2 separate regions of the Macaca mulatta genome follow, and region 1 is linked to region 2. A link is a contact called in public Hi-C data. All regions are on one chromosome and are shown on one strand. The core of a region is the stretch at or near the end of the contact, and the rest is flanking DNA. Distances in the headings are between cores, read along the strand shown.

Region 1 (7,601 bases), core at 2,612-5,111, 310 kb after region 2:
GGTCCGCCCAAGGTACAGCAGAAGCGGCCTCCTTTCCCAAGGAGGCGGACTTCCTCCTCCGGGGGAATCCCTCCCTGGCTGGGAGGAGCAGGGGCCCTTCCTCTTGGTGGCCTCGGGACATTCAGCAGGTGCTGGCACAGGCCCTTGCTGGGAGGTGGGGTGGGCAGGAGCCAGCCTGGAGGAGGGGCTCAGAGTCAGCAAGCACACGGGAACCCGGAACCCTGTGTGCCGGGGAGGAATCCTGCAGTGGCCGGGGGGCTTGGGGCTGCTGCTTTGTCTCTTCGTCCAGAGCCTTATGTAAGAGCTTTTCTCGGGAAACAGGAAGTCCTGCTTGCCAAGTTCAGCACAGGGAGTAGTGCAGGCCTTATTCCAACACACCCGGCCCAGCCTTAACCCCAGAACTCAGCCAGTTTCTTGCTTCCGTGCCCCTGGTTCTCCTCCCCACCGAGCCCACCCCTCCTTTCCCACCTTCAGTCACCCCTAGTAAACTGCCCCAGTGATCTCTGCTGTGCCTGAGCCAGAGGGTCTTTCACCCTCGCCCTGACCCTGGACACTGCCCAGCTTGGCCCCCCATCCTGCTCCTGGCACCATGCCCTCTCGCCAGCCAACCTTCCCTCCCCCAACCCTGGGGCCGCCCTAGGGTTCCTGCGCACTGGCTGTTCCTCCTGGGTGTCACTGGCAGCCCCGTCCTTCCTAGAGGGACTGGAACCTAATTCTCCTGAGGCTGAGGGAGGGTGGAGGGTCTCAAGGCAACACTGGCCCCACGACGGAGTGCCAGGAGCACTAACAGTACCCTTAGCTTGCTTTCCTCCTCCCTCCTTTTTATTCTCAAGTTCCTTTTTATTTCTCCTTGCGTAACAACCTTCTTCCCTTCTGCACCACTGCCCGTACCCCTACCCGCCCCGCCACCTCCTTGTTACCCCACTCTTGAAGCCACAGCTGTTGGCAGGGTCCCCAGCTCATGCCAGCCTCATCTCTTTTCTCGCTAGCCCCCAAAGGGCCTCCAGGCAACATGGGGGTTCCGGTCAGAGAGCCGGCACTCTCAGTTGCCCTCTGGTTGAGTTGGGGTGCAGCTCTGGGGGCTGTGGCTTGTGCCATGGCTCTGCTGACCCAACAGACAGAGCTGCAGAGCCTCAGGAGAGAGGTGAGCCGGCTGCAGAGGACAGGAGGGCCCTCCCAGAAGGCAGAAGGGTATCCCTGGCAGAGTCTCCCGGAGCAGGTGAGTGAGGGGAGGAGGGTGTCTGGGAGAGAAGGATGGTTAGCATGGGAGGGGAGGTCTCTGGGCCTCCTGGTCTGCAAAGTTTCAAGGGGGTGCAAGAGAGGGTCTCCGGTTTGGAAGTCAGGGGTGCGGCCATTCCAGGAAAGGAAACTGTTAAAGGTTAATGCTTCTCATACCTAACAAATCCTGGAGGGCAGCCAGCACCAACACTCCGGTTGCTGGGAAAAGGTGCATGAGAGATTTGAGGCATTTCGGGGGCAGGGGAGGGCTGGGAAGGAAGGCTGGCTGGGACTCTTGCATCTCAATCTAACCCTGATCCTCTTTCCATGAGCAGAGCTCCGATGCCCCGGAAGCCTGGGAGAATGGGGAGAGATCCCGGAAAAGGAGAGCAGTGCTCACCCAAAAACAGAAGAGTGAGGCTTCCAGGGTGCAGCAGGGGTGGGAGGTGTGCAGCAGCATGGGGATTGTAAGCCCGAGTCAGGGTGAGGGTGGAGGCTGCCAACAGCACAACGGGGAAAAGTGGACACGGCTGAGATTCCCTCCTTCTCTCCTCAGAGCAGCACTCCGTCCTGCACCTGGTTCCCATTAACGCCACCTCCAAGGGTTAGCACTATTTTAAATATGGCTTTGGGGAGGGGCAATAACCAGCAACTCTCGGGCTGGCACTTGGGCTCAAGGGGTTCTTATAGGTGAAAGGGGAAGAACCAAAAAGGATCTGAGAGTGCCAAGAAATCCTGACCGACACACTTCTCACCTCCAGATGACTCCGATGTGACCGAGGTGATGTGGCAACCAGCTCTTAGGCGTGGGAGAGGCCTACAGGCCCAAGGATATGGTGTCCGAATCCGGGATGCTGGAGTTTATCTGCTGTATAGCCAGGTAACCCCGCCACACTCTGAGCTTCACAAGGGGCCTCTTTGGCCCGATACTGAGGGTTCCTGACCCCTCTATTCATACCAAACCTAGCAGACCCTTCATTCTTCCCTCGTTATCGCTCCTGAGGCCTCCCAGAACTGAGCCAGGCCATCCTGTTTTCTTCAACATCTCCCTTTCCTGCCAGGTCCTGTTTCAAGACGTGACTTTCACCATGGGTCAGGTGGTGTCTCGAGAAGGCCAAGGAAAGCAAGAGACTCTATTTCGATGTATAAGAAGTATGCCCTCCCACCCGGACCGGGCCTACAACAGCTGCTATAGCGCAGGTGAGAGCCGTGTGGGCAGCCGAAAGCAGGACATCTCTGACAGGGGGTGCAGTGCAGGGAGCTACCAATTGGAGGGAGGCTGGAAACCTAAACAGAGGCGGACCTCTTCATTCTGAGGAGTGAAGTGAGTGCAGAATGCCTGGGTCCTTACAGGAGGTAGAGGAACGGTGGAGCTGGAAAGGCAGGGGGAAGCAGGGCATCTGGATGGCTGTGCTTCACTGCGAATCTACTTTCTCTCTTTTCTCAGGTGTCTTCCATTTACACCAAGGGGATATTCTAAGTGTCATAATTCCCCGGGCAAGGGCGAAACTTAACCTCTCTCCACATGGAACCTTCCTGGGGTTTGTGAAACTGTGATTGTGTTATAAAAAGTGGCTCCCAGCTTGGAAGACCAGGGTGGGTACATACTGGAGACAGCCAAGAGCTGAGTATATAAAGGAGAGGGAATGTGCAGGAACAGACGCGTCTTCCTGGGTTTGGCTCCCGGTTCCTCACTTTTCCCTTTTCATTCCCACCCCCTAGACTTTGATTTTACGGATATCTTGCTTCTGTCCCCCATGGAGCTCCGAATTCTTGCCTGTGTGTAGATGAGGGGCGGGGGACGGGCGCCAGGCATTGTCCAGACCTGGTCGGGGACCACTGGAAGCATCCGGAACAGCACCACCATCTAGCGGCCGCTCGAGGGAAGCACCTGCCGGTTGGCCGAAGTCCACGAAGCCGCCCTCTGCTAGGGAAAACCCCTGGTTCTCCATGCCACACCCCTCTCCAGGTGCCCTCTGCCTCTTCACCCCCACAAGAAGCCCTATCCTACGTCATTCTCTCCAAATATCGGACCCCAGTTTCCATCACTATCTCCAAAGATGTATCTATTATGCGCCCGTCTACAGGGGGTGCCCGACGAGGACGGTGCCTTCGCAGTCAAATTACTCTTCGGGTCCCAAGGTTTGGCTTTCATGCGCTCCATTGCCCCGGCGTGGCAGGCCATTCCAAGCCCTTCCGGGCTGGAACTGCTGTCGGGGGAGCCTCGGATGTATCGTACGCCCTGGTGTTGGTGTTGCCTCACTCCTCTGAGCTCTTCTTTCTGATCAAGCCCTGCTTAAAGTTAAATAAAAGAGAATGAATGATACCCCGGCTCCATTTCCCCCACTGCCTCGCCTCAGCCCGGTCCTCGTACGGGGATCTCCCGCCCTCCTGGCTCTCCTGTGGCGCGCCCCGCGCCGGACCAAGGTACTAGGGGCGCCGCTAGGGTCAGGCCGGCGAGAGCGGAGAAGACAGAGCGCGGCGCAAAAGGGAAAGTGGCTGGGACGCCACGCGCGGCCGGGAGGCAGATGTGCGCAGGCGCAGTCCTGTGTACCGCTGTGGGCGGGCCGGTCCCGTGGCGCCGGCGTCCTCGGGTAGGCGGGACTGGGCGCTTGGTGGCCGCGCCGGCGCTCTTCGCCGGGTGTGACGTACTAATCGTGCGCCGCCACTGCCGGTGGGCCCGGGGCTCGCGGGAGGGGAAGGAGGAGGAGGGGGGGAGGAGTGGCGGCGGCGGTGGCGCTGGTGGTGGCGGTGGTGCTGGTGGTGGCGGTGGCGGTGGCGGAGGTGGAGGTGGAAGCTGAAGCAGAGCCAGAGGCGGCGCGGCGGGGTGTTCGGCGGCGCGGCACGCGGCCCAGAAGCGTTGGAATCCTGAATTGAGACGGCTGCGCCTGAAGACAGCAGGAGTGGCGGGGCCGCCGCCGTCGCCGGAGAGATGAGCCGGGAAGCTTGAGGCCGGAGACGCCCGCCCTCGGGCCCGTCTGCCCGGCTTCCCCGCTCGCGGTGAGGACGCCCCCTCCCCTCCCCCCAGCCCTGCCTTGGCCTCTCCCATTCCTGGGCCTCGCTTCCACCCAACCGGGGCCCAGAGGCCCGCAAAAGGGCTGCTTAAGGCCCGTGTGCGCCCAGCCGTCCAAGCCCGTGGCACCGGACTGGTGCCGGGTTGCATTCTGGTCCCCGAGGATGAAGTAGGAGGGGGCTGGCCCGGCCTGGCTCGTGCGCCCCGTTCTGTCCCAGCGCCTTGATTCAGTTCCCTTTAAGTTTCCTTCAGAGTGCTTCCCCGTTCATCAGCCTCTGCCCCTGAACCATAGCCTTGGCATCCGCACCTGAGATGACCGCAGCCTTCCCACGCCCCCCGTTCATCCAGGGTGTTAGAGAACTCCCACTCCAGCCCACAGTTTCCACGTGCAAGTTGCATTCTCCTCAGGTACCACGGTTATCATGTCCCTGAGGAAAGAAATTGCCCTTATTGGGCCCTCAAAGGACAGCCCAGGTGGTATTAAAATAAAGACGTAGAACCAGGTATTGCTATTGGGTTTGGCCTGGGGATCTTAGAAATAAGATTTCTGAGGCCTGGTGCTTAGCCATTTTCCCTTGTCTCTGAACTGGGGAGAGATGATGGCACAGACCCTAAAGGGCCCCTTGTGGATTGCGTTAACTGGGAAGATCTTAAGTTTGGAGTTTTGCGTTTTTCTGCTTTTCTTTATTTGCATCTGAATCCAGAGGAGGCATGGCCAGGAAGAGAGGCAGGATCTGCGCTGGCGTGATGCTTAGATTTTGATATTCTTGATCTTTGTTTTTCAGGGTACTGGAAGATGAAAGAGACTATACAAGGGACCGGGTCCTGGGGGCCTGAGCCTCCTGGACCCGGCATACCCCCAGCTTACTCAAGTCCCAGGCGGGAGCGTCTTCGTTGGCCCCCACCTCCCAAACCCCGACTCAAGTCAGGTGGAGGGTTTGGGCCAGATCCTGGGTCAGGGACCACAGTGCCAGCCAGACGCCTCCCTGTCCCCCGACCCTCTTTTGATGCCTCAGCAAGTGAAGAAGAGGAGGAAGAGGAGGAGGAGGAGGATGAAGATGAAGAGGAGGAAGTGGCAGCTTGGAGGCTGCCCCCCAGATGGAGTCAGCTGGGAACCTCCCAGCGGCCCCGCCCTTCCCGCCCCACTCATCGAAAAACCTGCTCACAGCGCCGCCGTCGAGCCATGAGAGCCTTCCGGATGCTGCTCTACTCAAAAAGCACCTCGCTGACATTCCACTGGAAGCTTTGGGGGCGCCACCGGGGCCGGCGGCGGGGCCTCGCACACCCCAAGAACCATCTTTCACCCCAGGAAGGGGGTGCGACGCCACAGGTGCCATCCCCCTGTTGTCGTTTTGACTCTCCCCGGGGGCCACCTCCACCCCGGCTGGGTCTGCTAGGTGCTCTCATGGCTGAGGATGGGGTGAGAGGGTCTCCACCAGTGCCCTCTGGGCCCCCCATGGAGGAAGATGGACTCAGGTGGACTCCAAAGTCTCCTCTGGACCCTGACTCGGGTAAGGTGGGAAAGGGGTGTGGGGATGGGGGGAAAGGGGTTAGGGAGGGATAAGAGCCTGGAGCACCAGGAGCCTGTTGCCATGGTGAGAGTTGGGCTTAGGGAAAGTAGGATGGCAGAGTGACAGCTCCAGAAGAGCTGCAAAATATCTCCATTAAGCCCCACTTTGAGCAGAAAGTAAGCTTGGGAGTGAGCCTGGCTGTTTCCCAGTCAGAACTAGGAAACAGATTCCCTAAGTAGGTATCCTGTGGTCTTGAGCGCAGATGCGAAAGGGGAGCTGTGGTTTAGAAAAATCCTGTCCACGCGAAATCCGTCCTCGGCCTCTCAGTATAAGAACCCCTGTGTGTACATCTCCAGAGAGCACCACTCCCACAGTGGTGGGATGGGATCTCTCCCGGTAGTGGAGTACATCATCTTACAGTTGTGAAATAATATTTCCCTTTCGGAGAACTCCAGCCAAACAATTTCAGGCTCTCTACGTCTTTATTACATATTCAACTATTCATTGAGCCATTACAATATGCTGGGTACTGTGCTAGGTGTTTGGCATATAGTGGTGACAAATATCCCTGAAGTTTTCATGTCTAATTGCTAATCCTTTTTCTTTCTTCTGTCTATGAGTAGGAACTCTCTCCGTCCCTGTAGAATCTCTTGGACATGTTTATCTCATGCTTATGGGGTCCCTGTTTCTTGGAGTGGGATTGACATTGGTGGATTCTGCTTCAGTGTATCCTTCTCGCGGTCTTCTTTGCGTGCATGAGTTAACCGTGTGCATTCCATTGTCCTTTCCCCTAGGCCAATCTCTCATGCCCATTCCATTTCCCCTGCCTTATAGGCCTCCTTTCGTGTACTCTGCCCAACGGTTTTGGGGGACCATCTGGGCCAGAAGGGGAGCGCAGCTTGGCACCCCCTGATGCCAGCATCCTCATCAGCAATGTGTGCAGCATCGGGGACCATGTGGCCCAGGAGCTTTTTCAGGGCTCAGATTTGGGCATGGCAGAAGAGGCAGAGAGGCCTGGGGAGAAAGCCGGCCAGCACAGCCCCCTGCGAGAGGAGCATGTGACCTGCGTACAGAGTAAGGAGCCCTTGGGCAACTAGCCTCTGCCTCCACCCACTCCTAAAGTAAAGTCTGGAGGCCTTACCCCTCCTCTCTCCCTTTCCACCAGGCATCTTGGACGAATTCCTTCAAACATATGGCAGCCTCATACCCCTCAGCACTGATGAGGTAGTGGAGAAATTGGAGGACATTTTCCAGCAGGAGTTTTCCACGCCTTCCAGGTGAGGCTTGAAAGCCCTCCTTCAAAGGGCTTTCAAGGAGGGCTGGGGCCTCAGGGACGTAGGGACGTAGAGAGAATACTGCTGCCTTTTCTCCCATAGGGCTATACTTGGGGGAGGAGGAAGCTAAAGCTGAAGGGGAGGACTCTGCAGGCAAGGTGCCGAGTCCTTGGAAGCTGATGGGAGAGTCTTTACCTGGGACCCTGACATGTTCTACTTGAGTAGTCATGTTCTTTCTGGGCAGTGGGCCTTTCGCGGGTCCTCAGAAGGACCCATCATGAGCTGAATAAAAGGGGGTCAGTTAGAATTTGTATTCTAGGGAGTAGTAGGTATTTCTGTGTGCCCCAGCTGCATCAACTTTTGTGTGACTCCACCCTTGGCCTACTCAGGAAGAGCCTGGTGTTGCAGCTGATCCAGTCATACCAGCGGATGCCAGGCAATGCCATGGTGAGGGGCTTCCGTGTGGCCTATAAGCGGCATGTGCTGACCATGGATGACTTGGGGACCTTGTATGGACAGAACTGGCTCAATGACCAGGTGAGAAAGGGTAGAGAAACAGGCCTGAGAGGGGATTCAGGGAGCAGG
Region 2 (6,910 bases), core at 3,460-5,959:
ATCCTCAAAACAACCCTAATACTACTGTTATTCCTGTTTTAAGGTTGAAACTGAGGCCACACAGCTAGGAATTATCTTGTTTCTCTCCCTAATTAAAATGAAAACTCCATGAGAATATGATTTTGTCTAGATCATGGCTGTATTCCCAGTTCCCAGAACACTATAGCAAAAGTGGTCAGTTAATATTAGTAGAATCAGCCGGGCATGGTGGCTCATGCCTGTAACCCCAGCACTTTGGGAGACCAAGGCGGGCGGATCACAAGGTCAAGAGCTGGAGACCATCCTGGCCAACATGGTGAAACCCCGTCTCTGCTAAAAATACAAAAATTAGCTCGACGTGGTGGTGCGTGCCTGTAGCTCCAGCTACTCAGGAGGCTGAGGCAGGAGAATGGCTTGAACCCGGGAGGCAGAGGTTGTAGTGAGCCGAGATCAAGCCACTGTACTCCATCCAGCCTGTTGAGAGAGAGACTCCATCTCAAAAAAAAAAAAAAAAAAAAAAATAGTAGAATCAATGAAGTGATAGAGCCAGGATTATACCAATGTAGTTCAATCCAAGAACCTGCCCTCTTTTTTCTTTCTCTTTTTTTTTTTTTTTTTTTAAGTCTCGCTCTGTTGCCCAGGCTGGAGTGCAGTGGCATGATCTCGGCTCACTGCAACCTCCACCTCCCAAGTTCAAGCAATTCTGCCTCAGCCTCGTAAGCAGCTGAGACTACAGGTGCGTGTACCACACCCGGCTAATTTTTGTATTTTTAGTAGAGATGGGGTTTCACCATATTGGCCAGGCTGGTCTCAAACTCCTGACCTCATGATCCACCTGCCTCGGCCTCCCAAAGTGTTGGGATTACAGGCGTGAACCCCCGGCCCGGCCGAACCTGCCCTCTTAACCATGATACTATCCTGCTACACTGAACAAAGAAATGACCCCCACAATGCAACCTTCACCCCAAGAATTATTTGTAGCAACTACCATCATCTCACATTGGGAACTGAGAGCCTCAGATTCCCTAGTGCACAGGGAGTAGGAGTCAGGAGGAGATTCCTGGGTCCTTAATGGGAATATAGAATAAGGGAATCCAGAGGTTGTCAGGTCAGCTAAGTTCCTCTGGCTAGAAGCCACCAGGCCTATTTTAACCAGCCACCTGTCCACTTCTGTCTCTTGTAGCCAAGTCACAAGTTCAGAGAACCTCAGCCCTCTGAACAGTCCCCTTATCCTGGTACCCAGGGCGAGGCAAAGAACACTGGAAAGCCCCTGCCAGGCTGACTGGCAGGGTTTGGAGAAGGCCAGAGTGAAGTCAGGGCCGTAAGTGAGAGGTGAATAAGGGACAAGGACGTCACCACCTCATCCTTCCAGCTCTGCTTCTCCAAGCGTTCTCTAGAGGTTCCTATTTCCTAATACGCACATCTCCCTATGCAAAGCCTGGCAATTCCCTCCTCCACACTTTTCTTCAAAGGCACAAAGCCTCTTCAGTGCATACCTAGGCCCCAAGCCACACCAGAACCAGGATCTCCCTTGTAAACCCAAAGGGCTCTGTCCTGCTAGTCAAGATCTGCCCTTCTTTTCTCCCTGGGCCATGATGAGGTCCGAAACAGCTCCGGTGTCCAGCCTTGCTATCTCGGGTTGCATATGCTGGGCATGTAGGGAATGCTCCAAGCATCTGCCAGAAAGGGGGTGGGGAAAGAAACCAGATTGGAAGGGAAGGGAGGACAAAAGACTGTGGGGTCAGTGCTGCCCAAAGGAGAGCAATTTTGGAAGTAACCTGTGGATGAGCTGAAGCACCACTCCCCATACCCAGAAAACTGATGTGTTAGAGCGAGAACGTCAGAGAAGATGGCAGTCAACCCATAAAGAAAACCCCAAGAGGCCAGGCGCAGTGGCTCAATCCCAGCACTTTGGGAAGCTAAGGCGGGCAGATCACTTGAGGTCAGGAGTTTGAGACCAGCCTGGCCAACATGGTGAAAACCCATCTCTACTAAAATTACAAGAATTAGCCAGGTGTGGTGGTGGGTGCCTGTAATTCCAGCTATTCAAGAGGCTGAAGCAGGAGAATCGCTTGAACCCAGGAGGTGGAGGTTGCAGTGAGCCGAGATCGCGCCACTGCACTCCAGCCTGGGCGACAGAGCAAGACTGTCTCAGAAAAGAAAAGAAAATCTCAGGAGAGAGCCCCACATATATCCCAGCATCTCTGACTCTAAATTTTTCTTGGCTCCTAGCTCGTCTCTGGGCCACAACCTAGAGCCACAACCATCCTGTACTGTTCGCGCCCTGAATCAGGAAGTGGAAGCAGACTGGTAAAGTAGAGAATGAATCCAAGATCAGACCCATTCTCCCAAATCAGTTAAGTCAACCACCACTACCACTGAGGGCTTTCTGGAAATTCCCTGGACCCCAGGTCACCCCAACCTGGGTTTATTCTTTCAAACTGTATTGAGGTATGCTAAGGGATACAGACCAGAGTACAGACCCAGAACCTTTGTCTCTGCTTACTAAATTCTCCCCAGACTCCTTCCGAGGATTCTCCCTGGTGGTGGTGAGACCACAAGAGCACATTCATTTAAAAGTGCTGTTAGCTGAAGGAGCTCTGACCTTGGAGAAAAGCTAAGGAGGAGGGGACCCAGAGATGCTTGGGTCCATCCAGACAGTATCCCTCAGAATGCTAGGCTCTCCTGGACAAGCAAACATGTCCTCAGATTCAAGCCTTACAACTGACCAGCGCTGTCCTCTGACAGGGACACCCAAACTTTAATGGTGGGCACAGCACCCACCTTGAACTTCCTCCCACAATTAAAGAGGACCATCATAAAAGTATCTGCTTTAGTCCTCTAGAAATCCAGATACCTACACTCACACTATGAAATACATTTTCAGTCTTTTTGGAAGAGTTCCCTTAATGGGAACCTCAGGGGTTTCTCCTTCACACCCAGGGCCAAGTTCCAGTCCTTGTTTGTAACAAGCCCTCCCACCCACCTCCACCCTTGACACACAAGTCTGTCTGTCCCTTGTTATGGGACCAAACACCGAGGTTCCAAATAGGGTCTTTCACAAGCCCACATCAACAGATCTGGCTGTCATCAAACAGGTGTTCCCCGCCTCTCGGTTTCTTTAGCAACAACTCCAGCTTTCTTAAAAGAGAGCCCCACCCACCACCTTAGCCCCCAAGAGTTACCAAATCCTGACCCATCTAGCCCCATCAAAACCCCCAAGGGCTAGGTTCTATTACAAGGGTCTCCGTCCTCCCCAGCCCAAGCCCCGCATAGGGTGCCCAATTCTCTGGCGAGAAAAGCCCCAGTCAGGACTCCCTTCCTAGGCCCAAACAGAGGCCCGACACTCCGAAAACCCCTGACCACCACGGACAGACGTCCCCAACACCGCCAGCGCCCACCCTGGCTCACCGTGCGGATCTGCCTCCGCAAAAGGTAAATGAAGAAGCTCCAGAGCTTGGCGGCGAAGGCCACGAACGTGCGCAGCCCCAGCAGACACTGCGTCCGCATCATCCCGATGACCCCGGCACCGCCGGCCCCGGGGCCCCCGCGGCCCAGCTCCGCCAGCCCCCCGGGGGCAGCCCCCCGCCGCCGGGAGGGGGAACGGGGGCCCCGAGTGGCAGGAGAGGCTGCAGAGAGGGGCACGGAGCGGGCGGCTCAGAAAGCCACCCCTGGCGAGGGGAAAGCCCAGCGGAACGGGGAGCTGGGGGACAGGCGTGGGCAGCCCGCGGGGGCCCACATGGGCTGGGAGTGGCACCGACGGCTTCGGGGAGGTTGCGGGCCGAGACAGGTCGGGCTAGGATGGGGTCCTCCGAGACCAGGAGGGAAGGGGAAGGATAATTGGGGGAGGGGGCAGTGGGGGAGGGGGCTAGGGAAAAGGGAGGAAGGGAAAAGGGAGGGGGAGGGGAAGGGGGAAAGCGGAGAGTGGCCCGCTGCGCAGGCGCGCTAGGGGGCTGCCCGCAGGAACGGGGAGGGCGGGGGCAGTGGCGCGCAAAGGGCCGCGGCAGCGGAGAACGGCCCTGCAGAGCGAAGGAGCAGGGAAGGAGGGGGAGGGGGAGCCGAAGGGCGCGGAGCACTGGGCCGGAGCGGCCTCCCCCTCCCCAAGCTCGGGGGTCCTTTAGCCGCTGGGGAGCGGGGCTGCAGCCTCTGCAGCTGGGTTTCCCACTCTGACAGACGCCATTTTACCGCCCAAAGGACTCCCTCCTCCTGTCTTTCCCCCTCTCTTCCCCTTTGACACTGCTTCCGGTGGTGACGTGTATTCGCTTCACCGGGACTAAGTTCCCCCTGCGCGGTCTATGGGGGTAGGTATAAGGAAAGTCAGAAGCACTCCGAACGAGGCTGCAGTATTGCGCACGCGCAGAAGGTGGCCGCGGGGCGGGGCCTGAGGCGAAGCAGGCCCCGCCTCAAACTGCGTGGGCGGGGCGGAGGCCGTCACTTGTCCCCGCAGTTAGGACCCTCGCGGGGGGTTTATGGGTCCTCTTCCCCCTCCCACTGACAACTGCCCCAACTGCTCTTCCCGTCCCGGTCACAGTGAAGATGTAGAAGGGGTCGTTGTCCGTACGACTGTGCGCCAGGGCTCGGGGAGGGGCGCCCTCCTCGTGAGCGCCCCCCTGGGAATAGTGAACATAATCACCTCTCATTCCAGACTATGTTAGGTCTTAATGGTGGGAGGACGCTCGAGTGCCCCGCCCGTTTCACCCCGAGGGGGCGGGACAGTGGGTCGTGACGCTATCAGAGGGCGCCAGAGCAGGGACCGGACGCGAGTTGGGGATGTTGGACTCGCTGTTATCCTTGGGCGGCCTGGTGCTGCTTCGGGGTGAGAGCCAGCGGCACAGTGGGGTTCGGGTCTGGCTGAGGGGACGGAAGTGGAGAGGAAGGGCCATGGGTCACAGGCTAGGTGTGGAGATCGCGACGGGTTCGCGAGGGTGGTAATCCTAGCGCCCTCACACTCGATCCGTCCCTCGCTGTGCAGATTCCGTGGAGTGGGAGGGGCGCAGTCTCTTGAAGGCGCTTGTCAAGAAATCTGCACTGTGGTGAGTATCCCACGGTGTCTCCTCAGCCTACCCTGGATAGGGAACCTGTGCCCACTCTTTGACAGTCCCGCCTCATCTCTGCCTTAGTGGGGAGCAAGTGCATATCCTGGGCTGTGAAGTGAGCGAGGAAGAGTTTCGTGAAGGTTTTGACTCTGATATCAACAATCGGTAAGTACCAGTTGGAAAAGATTTGATTAAATTGGAGACGTCTATTGCTAAGGACATTTATTTATAACAAGCGCAGAACCTGGTATATAGTAGCAGTTCCTTAAATATTCATTGAAGAATTGGATATGGGTCTTTCAGGAGGCAAGACTTAGTAAGAGGAGTAATGAGGAGTGATGAGTATTTGGGGAATCCAAAGCAAAGCTCATAGAAGTTGAGAGAGAAATAGCCTGGAGATAGGGAGAACATGTGGGAAGGGTATTGCAGTAATCCATTAATCCAGGTTCGCTATTAAGGTGCATATGTACCGAGCACCAACTATAAACCCGGTGCTGTGCAAGATACTGGAGCTGGCAGTGAATGAGACAGACCTGTTCCTGGCCTAATGAATTTTAGGGAATAATGGTAGAAAGTGATAGAGACCTGGGCAGTAGAGATGGAAAGTTTAGAACACATGTAAAGGAGTTTAGTGGGTAGCATTTCCAGGATTTATTGACTAATGTGGGGGAGAAGAAAGTATTGAAATAAGGAAGTCCCTAAACCCAGCCACATGCCTGATCAGGAGACATTAAGAACCATTAGTAGGATGCTTTCTACTTCCTAGTCTGGGCAACTCAGTGAATGGTGATAGTAGTTTACATCTTATCTGTTGAGCCTCTAATTTTACATCAGCCATTGTTGTGATAGAGGTGGTGGTGTATGTTAAGATGGCATTCCATGGCCAGGTGTGGTGGTTCACGCCTTTAATCCCAGCACTTTGGGAGGCTGAGGCGGGTGGATCACCTGAGGTCGGGAGTTCGAGACCAGCCTGACCAACGTGGAGAAACCCCATCTCTACTAAAAATACATAAAATTAACTGGGCATGGTGGCACATGCCTGTAATTCCAGCTACTCGGGAGGCTGAGGCAGGAGAATCGCTTGAACCCAGGAGGCAGAGGTTGTGGTGAGCAGAGATCGTGCCATTGCATTCCAGCCCAGGCAACAAGAGCGAAACTCTGTCTCAAAAAAAAAAAAAAGAGGGCATTCCACAAGAGAACCAGAAGATAAAAAAGAGATATCTGGGGAAAAAAAAAAAAAGTTCTGCTACCTTTGCTGGTCTACCTTTCCTGAGCTGTTATTTTTTTCTGTAGTTGGTACTCCATGACTTAATTTTTTACTTTCTTTAAGCTGTTCTACAGGCAGGAACCAAGTCTCATGTCCTCTGCTTTCTCATTTTTTATCCAGAGTGATAAACTTTAGGTGCCACACTCAGGAAATATGTGATAATGGTGATAACTAACATTTATGAGGCATACACTATGTGTCAAGCACTGTGCTGAGTGCTTAGAGGTTGGCATCTCATTTCACCAATGAAGCAACTGAGTCTTAGAGATCATTTATCATTTAGCTGACCTTGGGCAACAAGTCGCAAAGCCAAGCTTGGAGGTCAGGCTGTCAGACACCAAAGTCTGTGCTCTCAATCATTGCTATCTCTCAGTAATATTCTTTCACTAATATTTAGGATATTCATGAAAATTGAGAAAACAGAGCCAAAAAGATCAGAGGATGAACTTTGTGATCCTCTGGGGGGAAGGAGCAATATTATATTGTGTCATGTTTTCCCTTTGCAGGCTGGTTTACCATGACTTCTTCAGAGACCCTCTCAACTGGTCAAAAACTGAGGAGGCCCTTCCTGGGGGGCCGCTGGGAGCCTTGAGAGCCATATGCAAGAGGACAGATCCTGGTCCTGTCA

What was found. Hi-C and Micro-C count contacts between places; a contact is called where the count stands out from the background.
Region 1: a contact with region 2 is called in a Hi-C map of fetal cortex germinal zone, with 3 times the contacts expected there. The contact joins the promoter of SENP3 here to the promoter of ELP5 in region 2. A contact is called at or near these places in 2 of 14 Hi-C or Micro-C datasets (blood and fetal cortex germinal zone).

The regions. Positions count from the first base shown.
Region 1 is chr16:9,045,870-9,053,470 of T2T-MMU8v2.0, forward strand. It overlaps SENP3 (SUMO specific peptidase 3), which reads left to right and starts at 3,862. Exons shown (of 11, transcript XM_015118514.3): 1 at 3,862-4,218; 2 at 5,017-5,742; 3 at 6,577-6,816; 4 at 6,908-7,019; 5 at 7,406-7,553. The coding sequence starts at 5,028. It overlaps TNFSF13 (TNF superfamily member 13), which reads left to right and starts at 214. Exons shown (of 6, transcript NM_001205136.3): 1 at 214-1,219; 2 at 1,554-1,632; 3 at 1,775-1,822; 4 at 1,980-2,098; 5 at 2,280-2,418; 6 at 2,666-3,551. The coding sequence starts at 962. The coding sequence ends at 2,775. LOC144335314 (a long non-coding RNA gene) reads right to left here and starts at 1,023. Exons shown (of 2, transcript XR_013406088.1): 1 at 921-1,023.
Region 2 is chr16:8,734,133-8,741,042 of T2T-MMU8v2.0, forward strand. ELP5 (elongator acetyltransferase complex subunit 5) reads left to right here and starts at 4,710. Exons shown (of 8, transcript XM_077970162.1): 1 at 4,710-4,795; 2 at 4,952-5,012; 3 at 5,100-5,180; 4 at 6,789-6,910. The coding sequence starts at 4,750. CTDNEP1 (CTD nuclear envelope phosphatase 1) reads right to left here and starts at 4,176. Exons shown (of 7, transcript XM_015118443.3): 1 at 3,391-4,176. The coding sequence starts at 3,492.